Linked DNA regions of Gossypium hirsutum: region 1 is linked to region 2. Evidence: chromatin contacts called from public Hi-C data. All regions are on one chromosome and are shown on one strand. The core of a region is the stretch at or near the end of the contact, and the rest is flanking DNA. Distances in the headings are between cores, read along the strand shown. Region 1 overlaps LOC107958387 (protein Brevis radix-like 2). Region 2 has its middle 11 kb from the start of LOC121229369.

Region 1 (6,599 bases), core at 2,056-4,555, 40 kb before region 2:
TGTATGTATTTTATTAGTACTCTTGCATTAATTCATCACCATACACTTGTCTCAATCTAACTAATTTATCAATAAAAATCTCATAATATTATTATTTAATTAACAATTATCTTTTACTTAATTTTCAAGTAAATAAATAAATGTAATACACTTGTATTTTATTTTTACCACACACTTGGCAAAATCATAATTTATTATTACCCAAAATCTTATACTAATTATTTAATTATTAAATATCTTTTAATTTAATAATAACTAATAACTAATAATAAATAATAAATATCTTATACTAATTAATAAGCAAATTAAATCTATAAACTACAAATATATACATACTTTAATTACACATGTATTACTTTATCATGTCTTTATTTTAATTTATTTAATAATAATAGTAATAATATATTTAATATTTTATAATTAATTGTCATAAAAATCTAAGATTTTTATGCACATTTGCCGCCTCATGTAATAAAATAGGCTTAATTACCTATTTGGTCCCTTATGATTTCTTTTAATCTATAATTATGCTTTCACTCTTTATTCAATTTAATCCTTTTTACTAATTACTCATAATTAAACTAAATTCACCTATCTAAAACTTAACTAAACACACAACTAGTCTCGTAAATATTTCTAATAATTATTTTCGGACTCAATTTACTAGGACGGAGGCCCGATATTATACTTTTCCGATGCCCATGAATTTTGGGTCATTACAGTTTTATTGTTGCTTGTTGTTGTTTTGCTGTCATTTTGCTATTATATTGTTACTATTTTGTTGTTGTTGTTTGAATATTGTATAACTCTTATTTAATTGTTAATTTTGTTACTATTTTAAAGACATATGCTTGCTAAGTTGCAATTATATGTTATTTAAGTATAAACACTTTTTAATGCATTTTCAATTTGTTGGGAAACATTTATTTTAATGTTTTTAGTGCATTTGATGTATAATTTTTTTTAAAATTTCTTTTTATATAAAAAATTTAATATAGGCGAGCCGAGTTGGGCTTGAGTTTAGCATTTTTTATCTAGGTTAGATTTGAACAAAATTTTAAACATATATTTTGAGCTGAATCTAAAAAACTAGGATAAATTTTAGCAATGACCCGACCTAATCCATAATGAGGTCTACATATGATGAAACTAAAACTTGTATATATAATTGTACATGATGGGTCACGAACCTAAAGCCTTCGTCTTTACCAACTATATTTTCTAATTTTAAAATTTAAATAAATTAATTGGTACAAGTAAATTAAATTAAAATTTAAGTAATACATATTAGTGTCAGAGATGTCAGAAAGTGCATTTCCGAAACTCCGTTCTTGTAAATCAGACTCTTAAATATTTATTAAAAATATTTACGAAGCTAATTGTATAGTTAATTAGATTCCGGTTAAGTGAATTTACTTGAATTAAAAGTAATTATATATAAGGACTAAATCACGTATAGGTGGAAATTGAATTATAGATTAAAAAATAATTAAAAGGACTAAAGAAGCAATTATATCTTATTCCATTAAGTGCACGACATTAGTGAATTATTTATATAATTTATGTGTAAATTTATTTTATATATTATAATAGTGAGAAAACTTAATAAGTAAGTAAATGTATATATATTATATAATAATTAATTAATGTAAAATAAAACAAATAAAAAAGAAGAAGATAAAGCCATATAAATTAGAAAGAAAAGAAAAAAGAAAGAAGAAAAGAAGGAGACGCACGACATTAGGGCTCCAAATTGTTCAAATTTAATTGCTAACATTGTACTGGAATCCTCGACTAAAAATGAGAAGGATAAAATTGACGTCGAATAGCTCAAAATTCATGATTAGATATTTTATTTTTTATCGTCGATTCAATATCCAACAACGAACTTGAACTCAAATGTGGTGATATTTATCTTTTGTGTCGGCATGTACCTAGACTAGGATGTTTAAATAATAATTATTTTGTGGATGGATTGTAAATGAGGTTATAAATGTAATGTTGGTTTGGTATACACATATAAACATGTGTTTGAAGCCATATTATGGTATGGTAAATTGAACCAAATCTAGATGTGTATGTGAATTTAAGTTAATGTCTTAGGCAGATTTGAGTTAGGTCAAATTGATGAATTTTGACATGTTTATAATTTTAATTTAATTGATATTTTGATGATATAAATGTGGTACCAATGATGGTACATTGGTCAGGCACTTAGGATGATTGTTTTGGCATGTTTTGAATATGTTTGATTGTGTTTTGAACATGTTAAACGATTAGTTTTTGAAATATTTGAAATGTATGTTTAGATTATAATTACTCGGTAATGCTCCGAAATTCTATTCTAGCGACAGATACGGGTTAGGGGTGTTACAAGTGTCAAGACTACTTTAGCAATATTGTTAAGGCTTAAATAAAGGTAAACTATCAAGTTGATCACTCAAATTTTTGAGCACTTTCATTTTGACCATCCAAATTAAAAAAACTTCCAATTTGATCATGTTTGTTACAATAATTTATCATCTTTTCACCCATTTGTTTTTCACTTACAGAGATTGATGTGGCATGATATATAATGTCCACATAATTGCTCCTAGCTGGCTAGTAGTTTCCATGTAATAATGTAAAATTTTTAAATCCATTCCCCCTACTCGGTTTCAAATTCGATTGACTATTCCACCCATCCATTGCTATCAAATGATTGTTACAAATAAACCCTAAACACTAATAGACCGATCAACAACAACAATACTATCGAACTAACTTTTAAACCCCCCATTTGATTACCCTAAAATCATTTTTCAATTCAAACCTTAAGTGGTGGTTTGGTTTTTAGGTTTTTTTTACCTTAAATTTACCTTTTTTTTATTAAAAATTCAAATGCCTCGTTTTATTTAGTTTTGGGTTAAAAATCCCAAGATGTCATTTTTTTTAATCTCAATCATTTATTTATCGTGTCAATCGATTACTTATGTGAAATAAAATGAATAAAAAAATACATAATGTCACATCAAATTCCGTTATTAAGAAAATGAATGGGTTATCAAAATGATAAATTATTGTAACAATAGTGATAAATTAAAAAAATATATTTAGGTGACTAAAATAAAAATATCCAAAAAGTCCACTAACCTAGGTAGTTTTTCCTTTTAAATAATAATAAAATTTAGAGAAAAAAAAGTCATGGATTTTTTTTTCATGTGTTGTATTTTAAAAATATGTATTTCCCTAAAAAGAAAGGCTTTGAAGCCCACAATATGTTGTGCTGTGGATCATAGGCCCATAAGCACTCCATATCAAAGGGGAAAAGAACTGCAAAATGCGAATTGAGATAGGTTCTCTTGGGTGAAAAGTAGAGCTCTGCCTGAAATAGGACCAAATAAATAAATCATCTTTTAATTTGTGAAACCCCAAAGCATCCAATCAAATATTGGAAAAAAAAAGAAGAAAAAAAATCTATTTGAGGATATATCTAATATCTAATCTAAGCAGAGTGATGAGTGCCTAATTTTCAAGTAATAAATACACTAAGAAGAATAGTAGCAGAGAAAGGAAAAAAGAATAAGAAAATATGAGAGGGGAATAATCTTTTCTCTATAGAATTTTGGTGCTTGCCATTGTCAACTTAATTTAGCACAAACTTCAGTGAGCAACCAACCTTGGAAAAGCCTTCTGATTAATCTCTCTCATATTCTCTATTTCTATTTTTCTTCCCTTTTCTCAGGTTATGTTCTTAGCGTCTTCATTCCTTGAATACTGGGCAGGTATCAGAGTTGGTACATTCATGTAGTAGGCTTTGTGATAACTTGTGTCTCAGGCACACATAATTTGTCTAAATACCAATGGTAAAAAAAAAGGAGATAAACTTGAAAATGCACTACCTAATTGCTTTTGCTATGTCTCACAAGTATTGTTCTTGTATCCTGGCTCGGTTTTCTTCCCACCACATCCTCGCATGCATTTCTCCGAACTTTTCTCGGCTGCATCATACATGCAAAGGAAGAAAAATGGTTGTTATTGTTCCGAGATGATGCTTGAATTAACATTAATGGAGTTGTTAGCTAGCTTTATGTCCAAGACAGATGAAAAACAAACTGCATACCTGAAGCGGACACGTCTAAGCTCCCGAGTACCACCTGGAAGTGCTCTAATAGTGATGTAAACCCCTGGTTCATCCTGTTCAACCCATTCGGTTTCCATGTCACTGGCATTACTGATGGAGAGCTCTCCAGACTGATCTGCCTCTCGTGATGAACTAGTTCTAACAGAACCATCTATCGATGACGTCTCAGTCTTGGCTCCATAAATGCTGGAGAGTATTGGTGTTGAAACAAGAGCAGCTGAGTCGTAGCATTGATGGGATTGCATTGGGTGGTGATCCAGGGAGTCTGATGACGAATAGCCCATTCCTGTTGGCCGGATAAAGTTATGAGGGCGTTCTTTGTTCAGGGGTGGAGTCACAGGACTGTCCTTTGCAGATTCAGTTATTGATCCCTGAAAGGGAGAGACAAACACTAATTTTTAAAAACTAAAATACTTACGGACCTGTCATTTTACAAAATGTGAGATGCTGGCAAAAGTCCTTTTAAAGGAGTAAACCCCAAAGTGGGCTTTATAGCATAAAAGAACAATATTGATTGAAACCCTGAAAATATTACCTATAGTCAACTGAAAAATAAAAACCAAGGCAAAAAGGTGACTAATTACATCGTTTTGGACGTTGGGTAAGTAAATACAGCTAATTAGATTTCTTAATTTCGAGCTAATAGTGCAAGTATCCAATAAATCATCCAGAATCATGGTTACAGAGTTTTATAAATCACTTAAAAGTCAACAGAATGAAGCTGAACCCTTGACTAAACAAGAACTAAGATTTAACCAAGAACAACTAAAAAGTTAAAAGGACATGCTATAGAAACTTACTTTATCTTCAGAGCCAGGGGGAGTTGGAAGTGGAACCGCTTGACGATTAAAGCGTTGTACATTGTATAATTCCATGACCTTGTCATAGTTCTCTGCCCACCACCTCTGAGCTTGCCATTTATTAAACATCTCACGACTGATATTTAACAAGAAACGAAAAAGGAGATGAGCAGTCCAAGCAAAGAACAATAAACTACAGAAAGGAATTGATTACTTAACAAAGTTACAAAAACCAAGTGCTTTGATATTTAAACTTGAACCCATTGAAGACATAGTTGTTTATTCAACAGAACTAGAGAAGCCTAGGGCCACATGATTACTCTTGAACCCGTTAATAAGATAATTAAGAACATCGGTTGCCATTCAAAATGCCATGAAGAAAAAGAAGGTGATTGACGAGCAAAGCCATAGATATTTAACTTCCCAATTGACAATATTAAACCTAAAATGCTCTTTGTGCTATATAGTCTAAAGATGGTCTCTATACAATAATTTATCATAAGTATATATCCCATCAATTTATCGATCTAATCAGCACATAAAAGGTGGGTCTACATCACAATCGAAGAGACATTACTTCAATCCTTGAGGGTTACACTAGATTCACCTACACTGAACAGTCTACATCACATGCGAAGAGACATTTATTTACTCCTTTAGGGTTACACTACAGTGAACAGTCTACAGAAAGATCACATAGAACTTGGCCTTAAGTGTCACCTCAACGTCAAATTAACTTAGGCACATAGCACGATTAAGGCCAACTGCCCAAGGAGTACGAGTCACATACTGATCGACTGCTTTAACCATACAGCTCAGCTTGAGCTTATTTTGGTAGGAACAATGGACTGATTGCCCATGCTATTTCCATAATTCGCCAGAAATGCAAAGAAAGCTATAATGCCAACTTGCAATGTGGGTCTAATCCATAAAGAGAGACCCATATATGGGGCCGCTTCAATGATGCTATATAGATTTTCGCTCATGAAACCTCACATGAAAATTTAGTGTGATAATCACACATAAAATGACAAAGGATAATGTCAAAAGGTCCCAGCTCCAATTACCACCACCACCACCACCACCATACTAACCACATGCAATGACAATCCAACAAATTGAAACCTACAATACCAAAACCAATAGCCAAGAATGAATCCAAACTACAAGGGGACAACTCCAAAACGAAACGAGAACAACACTTCAAAACCTGATATTTGGTATACAAAGAAAAGTTCAAACCACAGAGGACAATGCAATTATGGCCTCTATTTCAATACCAAGAATAAAAATCAGGTGATCATATTCAAACAAATGAGAACCTTCACTATCATGTATACCAAAAACATAAATAAAATACCTGAATCGAATCCGTTTCAGATCATTCCCTCCTTCAGGCAATGAGACAAAAGTGATTAAGACACCAGGCTCCACTTGTGCAACCCATTCCTTAGGCTCATCTTCCTCCATAAACAGTGCCGATCCTGTACGGCCACTAACGGAAACCGGGGTACCTGCACCACTGGAAAGTCCTTTTAGTCTTGATTCCTTCTCTTTGCCCCAACTTCCGGGGGTCGAATTCGAGCTTCCTCTTCTACGGTAAGGGCAATGGAAGCGTGCTGAGTCGGAGGCAGCATCGGAGTCTGCATAGTTCTTACGGTCATGGTTTGATGAAC
Region 2 (6,614 bases), core at 2,766-5,265:
GTTGACGTTGTCCTACTTCTACTTCTACTTCTACTTCAACTTTGAAAAGAATGTCTCCTATTTTATGCCCTTGAAATCTTCTGGATAACGCTCTACCAAATCCAGGGCGCTGAAACCCATTAGGTTTAACGCGATCATCATTTTTCTTTTGCTTTAGATAGCGAAACCAAGTATCTTACGGTCTGAAAAAAGGAGCAATAACTAGTTAATTAATTGGCAATTATATAGTTAATTAATAGGACACACCATGTTTTTTACTGTCAATTTACCTCGGTTTTGCTTCAGCAAAACAGCTGAATGGAGCATGGTATTGCCTAGGTGGTCTCTGAAGTCGAAAACCTCGTCCTCTTTCAGCTGTTTTACCAACTGTTTTGGAGCATTATTGCACCGCCTAGTGTAGAACTGTATTCCCATTCAATTTCTCAAGCACCGAGTTAGACTCAGCGGTGATCAGTTCTTGTAGGACTTCGACTCGTCCCCTCATCACCGCTAAATGGAGAGGGATTCTTCCATCTTCATCATGGAAAAAGCAGACATCAAAATTTGCAGGCCAACAATGCTTTGACAATCTAAAGGTGGCCCTCGGCGGAACCCAAGTGAAGGGGCGGGTGATTGAAGGAGTCGAGCCGAGACGCAAGTTCAGGCTTTGCCCTCAATAGAGCTTCGGTGAAGTCAAAATGACCAGCCAAAGCTGATACGTACGTGCAAAGGGGTTTCAGTGAATGAAGTGAGAGAGACTTAATGGAGAATGAGCGGGTCATTTCGGATGGTGACGACTGACGACGCAACCCTTCAAAGCTGCTTCGTAGAGCTGAAGCATACAGTGTTTATTAAGGTTCATAGTTCTACATCTCCAAATTCATGTCGGTCTTTTAAATGATCTTACAAAAGAGAGTTAAATCTCGAATGCAATGCAGCATGAGGCAAGCTGTGGATGGATCAATGGATTTCGTTTTCCTAGTAGCTTCTCCAAATTGCCATTGTCTGTTTGGATTTTATACGGGGAAACCAAAGGCTTTTCAGCTTCTTCAAATTCCAGCTGTTTCTTCAGTTTTTGTTACTTTATGTTATGAATAAATGAAGCTGCTTTTTTTAAAAATACAATTGATTGAAAATAAAAATATATTCAGATTTAAATGAAATTAAATTAAAAAATTTATACATGATGAAATGTAAAAAAGAAAATTCATCCATGACATTTTCCCATAATAATATGGAGACTCAAACCTTAAAAACATGGACACCATAAAGGTCTGATTTGTTATGTAAACAAGAAATGGGAATCTTAACCAATGCGCTTAGATATCGAGAGTCCAACTATTATTGATAAATTGTTTTTTTTTAAGCTCAGTAAAATTTAAAAGTTAAAAAGTAATTCCTTTTTCTGAAAATAGGATTAACTCATTATGAAGTTTTAAGTTTGTTTTTTTTTTAACTTAATAATTCGTTGATGAAAATCTTAAATTTAATTTGATTGCTAATTTGACAATAAGCGTTAGCATTGTTGGTCAGTAATAGATGATTCCCATTTCTATATAAGCCCAAAATAGTGAAAAGGCCCCAGTCTCAGATCACTCACTCAGACTCCGCCCACTTTCAAAAATGGTGGCTTTTTCTCGTTTCACCTCCGCTCATTTTGTCCCCAAACCTTACTTCCATTGCATCAAAGCTTCCACTTCCGATCTCGACAATGCATTCGCTTCTCCACCGACATCGACTGTGAAGCTGCCGCCCCCGAAGCCGACACAACCCCTCAAGCTCCACCATAACATCCGTGAATAAGCTCGTCTCCACAACATTCCACCCCCACAACCGACCACCCTTGTTGTACCGCCAAATACGTGCCATTCACCGTCATTTCCGACCCTTCATCATGTGATGAATCTTACTCTCTCGATGAGATTGTCTACCGATCCCGATCAGGTTCTCTGCTCGACGTCCACCACGATATGACCGCCCTCAAACACTTCGACGGTGCCTACTGGCGAAACCTCTTCAACTCTTGCGTTGGAAAAACTAAGTGGCCGTTCCGTTCTGGTGTCTGGTCGAAAAAAAGAGTGGATCCTACCAGAACTCGACGATTAGATTATTTCTGCTTTTGAAGGGAACTCTAACCTCTTATGAGCCGGAAGATGCAACAAAGATTTCCACTTTGTTTTTGGTTTTAATTTTCGTTTATTTATTTATTATTTTTATTTGTTCTTAATTTTTTTTAGTTATTTTTGTTTTCTTAAATGTTCTGATTTCTTCTCGTCAGATTAGATTAGATTCGATTTTTTTTATTTTTTTATTTTTTGTTTCAAACAACATGAAAACAATCCTTCCACTGTATTATTTATCATACCGAGAAAATGATATGCTTTCTAAAGATTCACACTCTAAAGGGCTTTTTTATAAAATTAACTTAAAAAATTTAATTAATTATATAAATGACTTATTTTTAAATTAAATATGTAAATAATTTAAAATCTATAACGAAAATTGGTGCAGCAATATAAAATGATGCTACTTATATAAATATTAAGAAAATACTATAATTTTTGAAAAATAGGCGAATTTTAAAAAAAATTATTTTCTATTGGAGTCAAATAAATTGGTGCCACATGTTTCCAAATGTGATATTTTTAAAGTTTTTTTAAAATTTTAAATATATTAAAAAATGTTAAGTATAATTAATTTTAAAATTTTAATATACTTAAATATATTTTTAATAAGTGAAGACAAAAAAAATTTTCTTAATATATTTAAAATTTTAAAAAACTTAAAAAATTAAATATATTAAAATTTTAAATATATTAAAAAATTTTAAGTATAACTAATTTAAAATTTTAATATATTTAATATATTTAAAAAAACTAAATATATTAAAAAATTATTAAGTATAACCAATTTTAAATTTTAATATATTTTTTAATAGGTAAAGAGAAAAAATATTTTTAATATATTTAAAATTTTTTTAAAAAACTTAAAAAAATTTAAATATATTAAAATTTTAAATATGTTAAAGAAAATGTATTTTGAAGTATAATTAATTTTAAAATTTTAATATATTTTTTAACAGGCAAAGAAAAAAAAGGTTTTTTTAATATATTTAAAATTTTAAAAGGAAAAAGGTGGACAATTTTGAACATTGGTGGCTAAATTTATTTGGCTCCACAAAAAAAGGAAAAAAAAATTTTAAGTCCCTTTATTTTTTTTTAAATTATAATATTTCTCTGGTATTTATATAGATGGCGCCATTTTACACAAAAAAATTAATTTTTTTAATTTGGTTGTTCATGTGACAAGTTGATGGCGCCAAACTCTTTAGTTTTACCAACTTTCATTATAGATTTTAAGTCATTTACATATTTTATTAAAAAAATTAAATTATTTATGTAATTAATTAATTTTTTAGGTTAATTTTATAAAAAAGCGCACTCCAGCAGTAAAAGAATATTTTTCCATCAATCCAAAAGGTACTTAGCAACAAATTTTTCGTTGTAACATTTCCTTCTTGTCAGCTTACAATAGTTGTAGTACATGAAGTTGCTCACCAATGGTTCGGCAATCTTGTAACAATGGAATGGTGGACTCATTTTTGGCTTAACGAAGGTTTTGTAACATGGATAAATTTAAACTTTGAAGTTTATTGTATAAGGAAATTTCCTTATACTACACAAGTGGATATATAGTAATTTAAATATGTCGATCCACTCATGTTATGATCTTCTATATTTTATGTTTTCCTTCTATCATTTAACTTATGTTCTTCACATTTACAAATCCTCTCATCAAGCTGGCCCAGTGTGAATGGGTGTGATATATACCTCTTTGTTTAGCACTGTGTATCTAGCTTCATGTTGCTCCGATTCATGGTGTAATGCATGCGTTGGTCAAGTATAGATTACCAAAATGTTTGTTGCTTCCTTCTGCTTGAGCGTGGAATGCTACTTTGTTGCTTCCTTCTGCTTGAGCGTGGAATGCTACTCTTTTATTTGCCCCTTGGATAGCTAGCGAACTTACAAACAACTAATAAATTTAAACTATCAATTATATTACATCCATCTCCATATAGAAGTGCTGAAAAAGAAAGCCACTAAGAGGCATGGGTTTATTTTCAAATTTATCTCTCTGTGTGCACTTCTGCCAAGGTAAGACTACATATATAATCTCTGCAATATATTCCATCAGAACCTTAAATCCGCAATGAAATGTCCTTTAGACTTTAAAAAAAAATGTAGGAATACTAAAAAATCAGTGGAAACCAGCTTAAGCTGGTTGTATTTGTGTTCAATTCAGAGGCTTTTTTTATAAAATTAATCTAAAATTTTAATTAATTATATAAATGACTATTTTTTTATAAGACACGTAAATGACTTAAAATTTACAGTGAAATTTGGTATAGCTAAAGAGTTTGATGCCACCAACAGATCACGTTAGCAATCATGTAAAAGAAAATACTACAAATTTTAAAAAAATGGGCAGACTTTAAAAAAAAATTATTTTCTAGTGGAGCCAAAAAGATTGGCGCCACCAGTTTCCAAAGCTGCAATGTGATTTTTTTTAAAGTTTTTAAAAATTTTAAATATATTAAAAAAATCTTTTTTATCTTTACCTATTAAAAAATATTTTAAAATTTTAAAATTAGTTATACTTTTAATTTTTTTAATATGTTCAAAATTTTAATATATTTAAATATATTAAGTATATTAAAAATTTAAAATTAGTTATACTCAACATTTTCTTTAACATTTTAAAATTTTAATATATTCAATATATTTTTTAAATATATTGAAATTTTAAATAAATTAAAATTTTAATATATTTAATCTATTTTTAATAGTAAAGAGAAAAAATATTTTTAATATATTTAAAATTTTAAAAAATTTAAAAATTTTAAATATAAAAATGTTAAAGAAAATGTTGAGTATAACTAATTTTAATTTTTTAGTATCCTTTTTAATAGGTAAAGACAAAAAAGATTGTTTAATATATTTAAAATTTCAAAAAAATTTAAAGAAAAAAGAACCTCTTTGGGAAAAGGGGTGCCAGCTTTGAAAATTGACGGGGTCAATTTATTTAGCTCTATAAAAAAATAGAAATTCTTTTTAAAGTTCTTTTATTTTTTTTAAAATTATAATATTTTTTTAATATTTATACAGGTAAGACTATTTTACATAGCTTCATTAAAAAATATTTTTTTATTCTAATTATTGATGTGGCATGCTTTCATTATATATTTTAAGTTATTTACGTGTTTAATTAAAAAATAAATTATTTATGTAATTAATTAAATTTTTTGAATTAATTTTATAAAAAACCCCGCAGTGTGATTTTGGGAGATTTGGTTTGCTCTACAAGGTAGCCAGAGCTAGCCAATTTTTCACTAGTAGGCATGATAATTTTCAACTACTGAAAATAAGTGTGGAAAACTAGTCAGAATTGAGTCTACCATCAATTCGTGACGCATGGCGAGATTCCTATCTACGCTCTATCATCTTATACTTGAATGATTTCTCTACCTTTATCCTATTTTTCTTGTAATTATTGAACATTTGTCTCAACTACTGCACTCAAAATAATTTAGCTATTTTAGTTATTTTAAATTTGTTGCTGATTTTTAGGATTTATTGATTATGAATCTTTTAGTTCCTTATTTTTAGTCATTGATTGTTGAATTTTTACTCTAAGTATTAGTTTTCCAGTTCAATAAAAAATACACTTTCCATAAAAAAATTAGTTTTACTTTATTCTTGTCTTCGTTGTTTTTTCTTTTCCTGGAAGTTTTCTCAAAAACTTCAACAATTTGATATAAGAACCATCTTCTTAAAGGGACATATCATTGAGAGGATTTTTTTTTTCTTTTATGGATTTAGAAACCTTTTTCACTGCACTTACTCCACCTATTTTCAATTGGGAAGGCTATTATGTATGGGTAGTGAGGATGGAGGTTAATTGGAGACAAATGATCTTTGGGAAGCTGTTGAGGAATACTACGAAGTTCCTCCTTGCCTGCAAATCCAAGCATGGTGCAACTAAAGAATCATAAGGAGAAGAAAACAAAAAAGTCCAAGGCTAGAACTATATTATTTACTGCAGACTCACCAGAAATCTTTGTTAGAATTATGGCAAAAAGAAATCAGCATTTGAAGTTTAGAATTTCTTGAAGGAAGAATATGAAGGAGATGTAAGGAAAGGAAATGCACATTCTCAACTTAATAAGAGAATTTGAACTTTAGAATATGAAAGACTCCATGATAGTTAAAAGAGTATTCTGATAGATTACTCAGCATTGCTAACAAAGTAAGATTACTTGGCTTGAATTTATTGATTTTAGATTGGTTCAAAAAAATTTTGTAACAATCCCTGAAGGATTTGAAGCAACTATTTCTTCTTTGGAAAATGCTAAAAATATGTCAAAAATTAGAATTGGCAGAATTACTGAATGCTTTAAAAGCACAAGAACAAAGAAGAGGTCTGAAGGTCTGTCGAGGGTGCACTGCTTGCAAGAGTTCAGTCAAATCAGGGAGACAAAAAATTTGTTTTTACTCTTTGTGTGCATTGTGGAAAGAGAGGTAATGAAAAGTGTCTTATTGATAGTGGTGGCACAAACCATATGACATTTGATCGTG

What was found. A called contact is a pair of places that touch in the nucleus more often than the background predicts.
Region 1: a contact with region 2 is called in a Hi-C map of leaf, with 1.9 times the contacts expected there. The contact joins two enhancer-like sites. A contact is called at or near these places in 4 of 34 Hi-C or Micro-C datasets (all in leaf).

Annotation. Positions count from the first base shown.
Region 1 is chrA05:13,477,882-13,484,480 of Gossypium_hirsutum_v2.1, reverse strand. LOC107958387 (protein Brevis radix-like 2) reads right to left here. Exons shown (of 5, transcript XM_016894151.2): 2 at 6,284-6,599; 3 at 4,924-5,059; 4 at 4,103-4,494; 5 at 3,371-3,980. The coding sequence ends at 3,902. Among protein-coding and RNA genes, the nearest start is that of LOC107958387, 5.7 kb to the right of the region's middle. Within about 2 kb of position 3,305, at least 3 of the 9 cell types and tissues checked have an H3K27ac peak or open chromatin away from gene starts, as enhancers often do. A contact at or near this core is called in leaf, where this site is marked.
Region 2 is chrA05:13,438,667-13,445,280 of Gossypium_hirsutum_v2.1, reverse strand. No RefSeq gene overlaps it. Among protein-coding and RNA genes, the nearest start is that of LOC121229369, 11 kb to the left of the region's middle. Within about 2 kb of position 4,015, at least 2 of the 9 cell types and tissues checked have an H3K27ac peak or open chromatin away from gene starts, as enhancers often do. A contact at or near this core is called in leaf, where this site is marked.